Regions from separate parts of the Gasterosteus aculeatus genome. Here region 2 is linked to region 1. Evidence: chromatin contacts called from public Hi-C data. All regions are on one chromosome and are shown on one strand. The core of a region is the stretch at or near the end of the contact, and the rest is flanking DNA. Distances in the headings are between cores, read along the strand shown. Region 1 overlaps tcf4 (transcription factor 4). Region 2 overlaps LOC120831919.

Evidence for each region. A called contact is a pair of places that touch in the nucleus more often than the background predicts.
Region 2: a Hi-C map of skeletal muscle shows a contact between it and region 1, with 4 times the contacts expected there. The contact joins two enhancer-like sites. A contact is called at or near these places in 4 of 6 Hi-C or Micro-C datasets (skeletal muscle, tail fin and whole body).

Annotation. Positions count from the first base shown.
Region 1 is chr14:17,639,940-17,646,075 of fGasAcu3.hap1.1, reverse strand. tcf4 (transcription factor 4) reads right to left here. Exons shown (of 20, transcript XM_078088417.1): 17 at 5,802-5,955; 18 at 3,852-4,081; 19 at 3,234-3,372; 20 at 1-347. The coding sequence ends at 299. Among protein-coding and RNA genes, the nearest start is that of LOC120831919, 28 kb to the left of the region's middle. Within about 2 kb of position 3,320, at least 5 of the 9 cell types and tissues checked have open chromatin away from gene starts, as enhancers often do.
Region 2 is chr14:17,685,810-17,691,945 of fGasAcu3.hap1.1, reverse strand. The region is part of intron 2 of LOC120831919; the gene reads right to left. Among protein-coding and RNA genes, the nearest start is that of LOC120831919, 18 kb to the right of the region's middle. Within about 2 kb of position 3,530, at least 4 of the 9 cell types and tissues checked have open chromatin away from gene starts, as enhancers often do.

The DNA.
Region 1 (6,136 bases), core at 2,071-4,570:
CAAGTAGAACGAGAAGAAGAGTGATTCCAAAGACTTGTCCGTTGCTGTCACTTTGTGTCAAAAGTTCCCACAAAGCACCACTTTGCAGCAGTTGAACATCTCCACAAAGCAGCATCCAGGTCACCTCGGCTGGAGATGCAAAGTGACGACAGCATTTGACTGAGGTTTGTGCTCTCGACAGAAGGTGAGGAGGTGGAGGATAAGAGATGGAGGATAAGAGAGGGAAAGAGGCCGATCTGATTGGTCAGGCCGCAGATCCGGAGAGTTGATCGTGTGCCAGGTTGTTATGGTAACGCTGTCAGAGGAAGTGGTCACTCATCATCTTGATGAACTCTGGCACCTTGGACCTGGGGGACACATAGAGGGGGGAAATAAAGAGTGGGGGCGGGGCATGGGTGTGTACTCCCACAGAATCACACACAAAGGCTGTGTCTCAAAGTCGCTAGGCTGCATCCTTAAGGACGCATTTGTCGACCGCATACGTCACTTCTGATACAACTCGCCTGTTCCAATCTGTCGGCTCCTCCGAACGTGGTTGAGGGACGCAGCCCTCCAGGAGCCGATTTGGAGGACACATCTGATCTATCCTTTGCGGCCCACCATATCCCAGCATGCAGTGCGGGCCGACGAGGATTTAATTTATTCAGCACGGAGGCGGCTAACTGGAAATGTTCTTCTCTCAGCCTGAAATATATCACTCTCCGGAGGAGAAGCGTATCTTCCTAAATTGAATGAAATATGAAGAACTGTATCTTCCTTACCTCTACTTTATACGTTTTGGGGGTTTTACGGCTTTTATTGTTAAGATCAGCAGGTTGCTAGGCAACAGGAGCAGCGGAAGTAAAGCTGATGACGCAAGCAGGACGTCCCCCCGTAGGCCAGACCGTCCCATTTCAGAGGCCGCTCGGTTCAGCCCATACGGTTGTTGGAGGACGCAGCCCGAAGGCTGCTGAAGGCTGCAGGCTACAAGGATGCAGCCTAGCAACTTTGGGACACAGTTTCAGAGACAAATTCACTCAGAAACAGTGAATTGGTTCCTCATAGGTACCGCGCTTCGTCAACTGTCGCACCAACAGCGCCCCGCCCACCGTGGACGCGTAAGGAGAAATGATTACACGTCTCGGCGGCGCCCCGTTCATTTCTCTAGAAGTTGCTCAGTGGAGCATTACATAAAAAAAGTTTGACTTCTGAGTATAAAATGAACCAGATCTGCCTCGTCCAAAGAAAATGAACCAGGAAGCATCACAGTTACTGTGATTGAGAGGTCGGTGCCCTACCAGAGCAACATACTGTGTCATTTTGTAACTTAATGGCCGCAAAAGGCCGTAATTGAAGATGGCTTGGGGAGCGTCGGTCTCATGTTCATTCACTTAAATGGAGGACGGAAAAGTCTTTTTGTAAGACATGAAGATTTGAATAGGGAAAAGTTATTCAGCTCACAAAATCCTCCTCTGAGTTACAGCCGTCTCCTTACGGAAGTTTATGTGTCCCAGAGCATCACATAACAAAAAATAGTCCTTTTCTAACATATATAGTAGATGGATTTTGAGATTTGATGAAACATTGTGTCAGTTTTGTTGGTGCCTGATTTGCCAAGTAGGGCAGAGACTTATCAAGCCAAGTTTATCCAACCAAAAGCTGTCAAAATAGAAAGGGAACAGTTCCGTTGAGCGTGACTGTGCTCATTAAACTCAGGGGTCCATAAGAATCCTTTTCTGGTTGTTTTCCTTAAAATGATAAGAAATATACATTTCTACTACTACAGACAGTTTGGCAGTTTGAAAGTGATGGCATCACTAGATCACTAGCGTAGGGCTGCACGCTATGGCTAAAAATCCATATCTCTATATTAGGAAAGAGTCTGACGGTATCCCGGTATATCACGGTAATTCATTCACCCCGAAAAGGCCCGGCGCTACCCGAACAGCTGTTTGCCGCTGGCCGCGAGTTAGCTTGTTAGCGTGTTAGCGTGTTGTGGCTGCAAACAGCTGTTCGCCTCTCGCTGGCCAACTTGCTAGCAGCAGAGTTACTTCTTGTTGTGAGCTTTACCCAGCATGCAGTTCAGCGGGGTCATTTTTATAAAGGTACAATTATTAGTGTTGCAAATTGTTTGTGTGTGACAAGCTGTTGTGTTTTATCCTGTTAAAGAGTGTTTGTTGTTATAAAGTTATAAATAAAGTTAAATCTGATACCGGTACACCGTCTGAACCCGTACACCGTGCAGCCCTACACTAGTGTTCATGCTCTGGTGACCATGAATGTCATTACATTGTACATTCTTAGTTTCAGGGGGTTGTGCACTAATGAAAAACATAGTTATGAATATCATATCGGCGAAAAGATCACACAACACACACTTGAAAGAAGCCATGTAGTGTTGCACTATGGCACAGTGTTCCATCACTCTGTCTTGTTGTTAAACTCCTTTTAACAAGGTACATTCGTAGGAAACAATGTGGCGTTGTGCAATTGCAGAACAAAGTAGAGCAACAGATACACACAGTCACACATTAAAATCACACTTACTGCCAATCTGTTGTTGAAATGTACCAGACCCGACAGAAACTCAAGTTCTGACCTCTGATTTTGGACTAAATCGTCACAGATCATCAGCTCAGTCAGATATTAATAACAGGAGCTTCTCCAAATGAGTCATTTGACCTCATTGCCATGTGTCCATGATGTCCATGTCAATTTTAACCTTTTAACCTGCATAATAATGGTAAAAACAATATATCCCTTTTCATCTGTGAATGTGGGGTTTAGAATGATTTCCAATAGGTGTTGATTTATTAATTGATTTAAAATTCACTTACATTTAAACTACTTTTACTTCGACTACTACTACAACATCTATTTAAATAAAGGCATTTTTATTCCTTAACATATGCCAAATAGGGCGCTGTGTTTGCTTTACCAGAATCTTCCTGAACCAGAAGTTTTTGTTTCTATAATTCTGTTAAAAGGTACACAGACAATGAATTAATAGAAAGTTCCTTTTCCCTTTGAGGGAGCGCAAATGTGTTAATGAAGGATATATTCAGCTCAAATTGTTTTCATTGACGACATGTTTCTTTTGCCACAGTTCAGTCAAACTTTATGGTAAATGATTTACCAGTTAGCTGGTTTCTGAATTCTGATTCTTAGGTCTTTTGTTAAAGGTACAACAGCAGATTAGTTTCTAAGTGAAATCTTCTGACCATTCGGGGTGGAGGGGGGGCGCTGCGTTTTACATTTGTCCCAGCGGGTTTGACGCGTCGCTCATGGCATGGTGCGCTGCGGCCAATGAGAGGGGAGCCCCGTCCGCTGACACGGCGCCCTTCTCCTCCTCGCGGCGCTTCAGACAGGCCGCTTTGGGATTCAGGTTCCGCTCTGGGCGAGGGAGAGAGGGAGAGGGAGAGAGGGAGAAAGGGAGGGAGAGAGGGGGGGAGGGAGAGAGGGAGGGAGAGAGAGAGGGAGAGGGAGAGAGGGAGAGAGGGAGAGAGAGGGAGACAGGGAGAGAGGGGGGGAGGGGGGGTAGGAAAGCTAAGAACCTGAGCCAGGGTTGAACAGTCACCAGGTGCCACTGCTGCCCTCTCATGGAACTCTTTCAGCACCGCATATGTTGAACTACTTTTCACCTCATGAACCTCGATTTCCAAAATACAAAGTAACTTCAGATTCAAAGCAGAGGAAACTAAATATGGAATATTACCAGTCGTTAAGATCCACAAATTACTAAAATGGAATACTGCAGTCAAAGAAGGTTCAAGATGAATACTACTTCCTATTGTTGATATTGTTGTAATAAATAAATAGATAATCATAAAGCGTATTCGGGGCGGTGGGGAGCTTGTCTGCACTAAACCGACCTCGCACTTGCTGCTCCAGACTGAGGATGACGGCCACGGCCTGGTGGAGGATCAGTAACTTGGTCTGGGGTTTGTCGCTCTTCAGGTGCAGCTGCACCATCTTGCCCAGCTCCTTGAACGCCTCGTTGATGTCGCGGACACGCAGGCGCTCCCGTGCGTTGTTCGCCATCCTGCGCTCCCGCTCTCGCTCCATCTTCTGCTCCGGAGACAGGTCCTCGTCGTCGTTGTTGCTGCGGTAACCAGCGAGGGAGGAGGAAGCAAGGGAAGGAGGGCAAGGAGGAAGAGGAGGATATGTTGTTATTTTCTTGCTACACCGGATGATTCCTTTAGTGGGGGGTAGCAGGGAGCAGGGCATGGAAACAGACCTCTGATTGGTCACGTGGTGATAATGTTGAGTTCACAGACTTGTGAGTTTAAATAGGAAGTGAATATCCAGACGAGGATCCATTCCAGGGCAAACTGGCAGACATGACCCAAGGAAGCACTTTGGATGGATGTTTATTTGACTTCTTGATTATTCTTATAATACTTCTATTTGTGCCAAATTAAAACGAAGGGACTACATTATGAAGCTTTTAATCCCGTGATATTGATCCCGTCTGGAGTAACATCTTTGTTTGTTTAGTGTGAAAATGGAGGAAGGATTTTGTAGTGATCTGATACAGAGAAACAAAAGCTTTGCTGGATCACATGACCGTATGTTTCCAAACCCTGCAGCACAGCTTGGGCCACATTTGACTTGTCTGGTTCATCATCACATTTGCATCATCATCATTATGACCCCAACATAATGTACAATCTTGCGGCATCCATATGTTTCAAATGTTCCTCTGGATGAGAAATATCAATGCGGGTATGAAGGCTGCTCAGTTTCAACCAGAAAGGGAAATAATCACTGTGAGCAACATTTATCTTTCTATTACTGAGTCCATTTATTGACTGCTTTATACCTGCCGGTGCAATATGTTGAAACACACCTATTGTTTACCACCAAAATCAAGAATACTCATCCCATTCCCAAAGGAGGTTCTTCTTTTTGGCTTGTATTACTGAAGAAAACAGCTGCTCTGGTTTTCCTGAAATGTGGTGGTGGTGTCCAACAGACTCGGAGCTGTTCCAATGCCCCTCACATTACATTACCTTTGTCTGGATTACTGAACTACTAGCCCTACTTTCCTGAGACTTGGTGGGGTGGACCATGGGCCAAGGAAGGACCCATTAGGTTCTGCAGGGGAGGGACCCCTGGCTTCCCTGGTGCAGGCCATCTGTGGGCTGCACTCTGAGTGGCCTCGCCAAGTTTTCAATGTTTCTGATGGTGTTTATTTCCCAGCTCTGAGTGCATGGCAGCGCCTCTTGGAGAATAGTCACAGTGGGCTCTACTCTGTTGTGTGAGAAACAGTTAAAATCAGGCTCAAGACCGAGAAGTGACTCACCGGACAAGTTCAGAATAGAGAACTGCCAGGTGCTCTGTGTTCACGTATGTATTTAGCTGCTTCTCATCACACTTGGTCACTTCATCAAAGTCCAGAGGCTGGTTCCCAAAACACGCACAGCTGACAGGCCTTCCTTGTGTCCCCTCTCTCCAGAAAACACCTTGGTTCATCTTTGCTTTAGAGCAGCAATCAACCTTAGCTGGACACTGATTGGTGGTTACTGCACAGCCGTAGAAGGAATATCTGTATGAGTCAATCCATGTAAAGTGGCATCAAGCCATTTAAATCTCCACAAATGCTCTATGCCAGGAGAACGCTGACTGGACAAGTTATAGTCGCAGTATTTTGAACTAAATCCAACATCTGCAACGGTTGGTGACTCCTGGAGCGCTCGACCGGGGACGCTTTGACCAAGGAAGGCCTCTGAGTCCGTGGGTGTGTCGGGTTGAACGGGGGTCCCGGCTCAGCTGAGGGGTTTGATGGAGTGTCTGTGAGGTACCTGAACCTAGATCTTAACCTCTCAATTGATTTCAGGTCCTTGCTGTCGCCGTCCTCCTTCTTGGCCTCCATGGACTTTGGGTCCTGCAGGAGATTTTCGTCCCCCTCGTCCTCCGACTTGATCTCGGAGCTGACGGAGGAGGTGCTCTGGCCCTGAAGGCCTCCAGAGAGGGCTGCAGGAAGAAGAGAGGAGGGGTTAGAGATCTGCAGGTAGAATACAGGATACGACCCCTTGTTGGGAGGCCGGCATCACTTCCACGGCGATTGGCAAAGTGACCGCTGTCATAGTAACCGTCCTTTAGAAAACTCTGGTGGACAATTCAAGACATGTGAGCGAAACTGTTTCAACTTTCC
Region 2 (6,136 bases), core at 2,281-4,780, 46 kb before region 1:
TCGCGCTCCGTTTGCAGTAGTGATGACTTGTCACCTTCCGGCAGGCTTCGGATGCATATAAACAGCCCGTGTGCGGCTGGCGAGTGGGGCCCGGGGTTGGTAGGAGATGTATAGAAAGAGTCACAGCAGGACTATCAGACTAGAAACTGTAATAATACAAGAAATACCATAAGTCTAGAATCAGTAGTAAAAAAGTAGTCACAGTGTGTTATTGGTAGTAATTGTAGAAGTATTATTGTTTGAAGCATTGCAATAGTATTAGTGCTTGCGTGTGTACAAGTAGTACTACTTGGTGGTGGTGATAGAGGACTGCAAGCACTAGTGTTACCATTATATCGGAGTAGTATAGTAGTACCAATAGTTGCAAATATGTTACGTAATACTTGTACGTCTGTGCAGCAGTGTAGAGTAGAAATATTACTAATTTTTAGGGGTGTAACGATTCATTCACTGAATCGATTTATATTCCTGCGATCCAACTGAATCGATCTGTGCTCCGCAAATCGTCATTCCGGACGACATATATCGATTACAATCGATTGAAATGGTACATAATCGATTGTATCGATACTTGGAAACTGCACATTGGATTTAAGCACAACAACGGCATGGATGTGTGTTTGTTTGTTTGTTAGCACTTTAGACGCGTTAAACGTTACTGGATTCAGTCTGCCTGTCTGTGACGTCATCAGTACGCAGCGGCCGCCGCGCAAAACTCAACAAAATACAGCGTGGAGGAGACGACTGCGAGCAAGACATTTACAAACCAACTTATCGATCCAGTGGAAACATTTTGGCTTCTGCAAACACGGAGGTGTTCTAAATAAGTCGCTCGCTGTTTGTAGAATATGTAGAAGCCAAATAAAAACCACGGAAACACGAAGAATCTTTCCGGCCATCTACTAAGGCGCCGTGGGATTAAACAACGGCGACAGTCAGGACCTCTAGCAGCGTCACCGCTGCAGCAGCAGCAGGTAACTCAGCTCTGCAGACACCTCAGGCCTCCAGCACCAAACTCAACATCACAGGAACAAGTTTATCTGTAGACATGCGACCCGACAATGAGGTTGAACATCCGGGGTTCTGTGAATTGATCCAAACATTGTGTAATTATTGTGTAATGTTTACATTCAAAATGGCACTTGATTCAAATAAAAGGTTAATACATTTGCCATTAATGGTTGTTTGCTTGTTTATAATATGCATAATTAATTTAAACCTGATTTCCTTAGAAGAAACAACAGGGATCTCAGAAATTTTGCCTGCACTGTCCAGTAAAGTTACTGAATCGATTTCAAGTCACTGAGTCAGAAGTCACTGACTCAAATCGGACCGTTCTAAATTAACCCAGATCGTCCATGAATCGAATCGGCAACCATGAATCGAGATTCGAATCGAATCGTTGTTAAAATGAATCGTTACACCCCTACTAATTTTAGATGGGGTAGTTGTTTTAACTATACCACTAGTTGGGGTGGGATTGGGACCACTGTTTGCATCAGAAGTTTAAATACTACAGGTAAAATGCATAACAGCATTAGCACTATAGTACTATAAATACTTGTTAGAAAGAGTAAGAGCTGTAGTAACTAGACATATGACTAGTTGTGGTATTATTAGTGTTGCAGTCTACTTTCACAAGCAGGAACTCAAAAATGTTGGTAGAACTAACCAATCAGAGGTGCAACAATATTTCCTTGTTTATATCTGAGAGCGGTGTGTACTGGGCTGAGACACCAGCGTGTAGCTGAGCGCGTGTCCACTGGGAGGCGCTAACCCTCTGTGACAGACACAGCAGCAGGCAGAGGAAGAGGAGGAGGCTCCTTTGCAGGAAAGCCTTTGATCAAATAACTGAAGAAGAGATATCAACGTGTAAAGAAAGACAAATGAGTGGAAAAACGACACAAACAACGGTAAAGCAGCCCGAAGGCCCTCTGTGAAATATATGAACACTGTTAATGAGCTTATGAGAAGGGAACAAATCTGAAGTGAAACCTTCAAGGCCAGGATGAACTCTGGTTTAGATTGACTCGGTTTGTCTGCTGAAACAAACGGTTTAAGGTAAGTGGTTGGAGACTTATGGATTGTAATGAATAAAAATTATATTCAAAACCAAATAAAGGATCCAGAAATACAATATATTTATAGCCTCATTATAATATTTGATCTATATGTGGTATTCATTTTCATTTATTCAATATAATCTTTATAAAGATCTTTATAATCTTTATTGTTGCGTCCCTTCCAGGCGTGAATGAAGCAGAAAAATGGGACGGAAGAAGAGAGTTAACTCGCGCGATTAAAGCGGGGAAAAATTCGCTTCGCTTTTGGTGTGGACGCACCATCACAGCATTACCATGGCAACCTGTTTGTAGCCTACAAGCGGCCTGTTCCTGAACTTCAGCTCAGGAAGGTTTCTGCTTTGTTTCAGTTCAGTTTTTGGCAAGAATCAAGATCTTGAGAGGAGATTTCAGAACTTTGAAACTTTGTGCAAATTAGCTATTTTGTCAACTGTCAATCAAAATTGATCTTAACCAATCAAAGTACTTCATTAAAACGCTGCGGGTGATGGGTAAGACCATCCATCGATGTGAAAAGACAGTAATTACCAATGAATATCAGTCTGTGTACGTGTGTTAACAACTTGAAAAAAATCACTCTCACAGACACACACACACACACACACACACACACTCACAGTGCCAGCTGTCAGTGTGTTCTGATTAGATGCTTATGTACAGAAACGCGTGAATAGGGCTCCATAATTGCTTGCATGTATGTGCCAAACACGATTCCCTCCATAATTGCAGGTGGAAAAATATGTGGGCGTTATTTATGTGTTCTTTTTTTTTTCAATTATATTAATGTATCTCACCACTTGCAGCCCGTCACATATATCATTTTCACCGTGATGTCTAAACTGTGTGTGTATAGCTATGGCACACAAAGAATCCATCTGAATGGATAAAATCCACTCCGTGAAGCATTTTGATTGTAGACGTTCCGCTTTAGACAAGCACGGAAATGAACAAACTTCATTGTGTTCGTGTTAACATTTTCAGATAATAGAATATATATTAGAAGGTGACATAGACATCCTGACGTCAGCTATTGGTTTGTGAATCACCGTTTTGAAGCCTAACGTTCGGCATTTTGGCTGACAGCATCTTGGATATTAGCTGCCATTGCCACGTATTTCATGCACCCAGTGTTTGGTGTGAACTAAATACTGTTTATTTGTTGGTTGTAATGTAAATTTTACAAACTTGAGGATTGGTCAATCAGCATATTGAAATGAGGAAGATCAGTCACAACCTTATGAACAAAGTTTGAGCAGAAATGTTTTGACAGGCTGAACCGGAGGGAATCATGTTTAGAGATCATAGAGAAAAAGAAAGCGAAAGAAAAGCACGGAAAAAGAGTACAAAGTGGAAAAGAAACATTAAAAACAAGTATTATCCTTGAGAGCAGGGGATGAAGATAGGAGAGAGTTGGCAGAGTGCAGCTGGGTGTTTTCCAAACTGCCAGTCTGCCTGTGAGTCTTGGCAACACGCTGAACCCTCGTTGCGTAACCAGACTACGGACAGTTTCTGAGTGTGTGAAAGTACCACTGGAAACAACAGTAAGACCTCATGTGTCCCTCAGATGAGTGCATAGGGACTTCCAAGTTACTTAATTATTGATCTATAACAATTTCTAGAAGACAAAATGGGAAATAAAACATTCATGTCGTTGCAGAGTTATACATGTGTTTTTTGCCAATAGGTTCTATCGTGTATCTTCAAGAAATGACATGCAGGTATAAGGAAGTAGCAGAATAAAAATAAAGAGACGATTCCTCACATTCTGACAGATTGATCAACAGCCAATCCTTAAGACGCCTCTGCTACATACATCCTCCATATGTGTACTGTAAAGTACTTGGACGTTTTATACATAGGTGTTTCCCAACTTCGCATGCGTGTAGGTCAAAGTGCAAAGCATTGGCTAGATCCTTCTACTCTGAAGGTTTCCACTAACTCATCACAAAGTCTATTCGTTAAACATATTCATGGGAACGTTCAAATGCTTTTTTCAAGGTTGGTGTTGCACATAATTATTGCCATTTAGTTTGATTTCTTGGAAAGCAATCACAGTAATTGATCACAACTATCAAATGAGTAGAAAATAAGAAATGTCAGCTTTCACATGTTATTGCAGTAGCTTGCTACTTTGTAGGATGGTAATGTCCTACACTTTACCTCGCTTGCTGCGAGTTTGGACCAAAGGAACATTTCGTCTGCTTTAGACCCACCGCTGAGTTGTGAGGGTTACAACTTACTTGGGATTGTGTTCTTTTCAATTCTGTGTCAGAAGACTTTAAAAAGCCACCGCTGTCAACTTTTAAAGAACTGTTCCAGAAGTTGTTGGCGTGAAAGCTGCTTGATTTGAGCGGCTTGTTGAGGTCCACTCAGGACAGAAAACCGGTGGTCGCTCCCTCCTCTTTTCCCACACAAAGCTTCTGTTTTTGGCGCTGGCATTACCACACAAGCCCCGCTCAAAGCCAAGGGAAATCTTCAGCAAAACAAAAGCAAGGTAATGTCTTCCAGTAAGCCAGGTGGATGTCATGTTAAGCAGGGCAACATGATGGAGGCATGCGGCAGAGTACATTAAGAAACCATCCATCACATTAAAAAGCCTGAGACATAGAAGATTTCCTGGACATTGATCAGAATAGTGTATTTATTTGAGTGTTTGTGTGGCTGGGTGTGTGTCTGCTGGCACACCTAGAATCCGGAGATGTGTTTTAGCTTGTCCCGTCCCACAGAACTGAGACCAGTTTCAGTGTTTCTCTGCCAGACTCCCTGTCATGGCAGGAGTACAGAGAGGAGGAGCGAACAGGGTGAGGCAGCAACCACCTACATCTATCGTAGTCAGCCCGTCACGCTGGCTGACGGTAAGCAGCGGTAAATTTCCCGAGTGGAAGTCGGGAAATTTAACACACTTTCGCTTTCTCACGTTTTATGAAACAAGTTCCAACAGGTCTGTCCAAACGTTTTAAACCCTTTTACCGTTTAACCAGCAAGCCTGATGTCCCAAGGAAAGCGCCTTTGAGGAGGCACCCGGTATCTTCCACATGAGAAGCACCAGGCTTCTAACTCAACAAACACGTCGTGCTCATGCAAACTTTTTTTTATTATCAGTAGTACTATTTGACTCTCAAACCAAAGCCTGTTTAAGTGCTTTTGTTGCACGAGTAAATCTAAAAACAAAGTACACCTGCATGAGAAGTTTATTTTGAAAAAACAACACATACAGAACTGGTGGAAACTGGACACGCTGTCCTCGACACGTCCAAAAGTGACGCTGGAGCGGAAACTAGAGCGCCATAGTTTGAAGCGTTGCGGCACTGACCAAGCGTTGAATACATGATGAGAATGACCAATATTTATTCAAAGCCAAAGAGTCCAAATTAAGTTTGAAAATGCCTAAAGGGATGCTGATGGACAGAAGTCAGGGATTACTTAACAAAGTTCAGAATGTGCAAGACATATTTTTGAGACGAGCATGATCACTGGTATCAGATCTTGGAAATAGAAGAATGAAATAAAGATTCAGTCATTCTTGACTTTTGGGGAAGAGTAAATATCCACACATAGGGTAACAAATTAATCCCAGCTCAGAGGCACACAAAGAGACACACACACACACACAGGATGTTGTGGTTCTCTGCGGCGGAGCAGAACCTGCTGCCGTTACAAGATACAGTGAAACTCCCCATGTTTCAACTCTGTGACGAACCCCACAAACCAGCGCGAAGGCTGCCTCCCACTCCTCCTTGTTCACGCTCCGCTTTATATGAAGACCAGAGTCCACTTTCAGAAAGAAGTAAGGTTTTTGAAATTTTTTGAATATTTGTTGAAGAAAAATGAAAGCCAGGGAGATTTATTTGTTATGTTTGAATTAGTTTTTATCTGTGCTGTATATTTGTCGACACTCACCAAGCAGCTGAGGGTATCGTTTCTGGCTGAAGTGTCCTTGAGCACTGAACTAGAATTGCCGCCACACGTTTGTATGCCTCTGACCAACTAGTCAAGTTGCAGTTTACATACGTGTCAGTTTAACGTGTCATCAGCTCCTCATTTCAACCTATTAG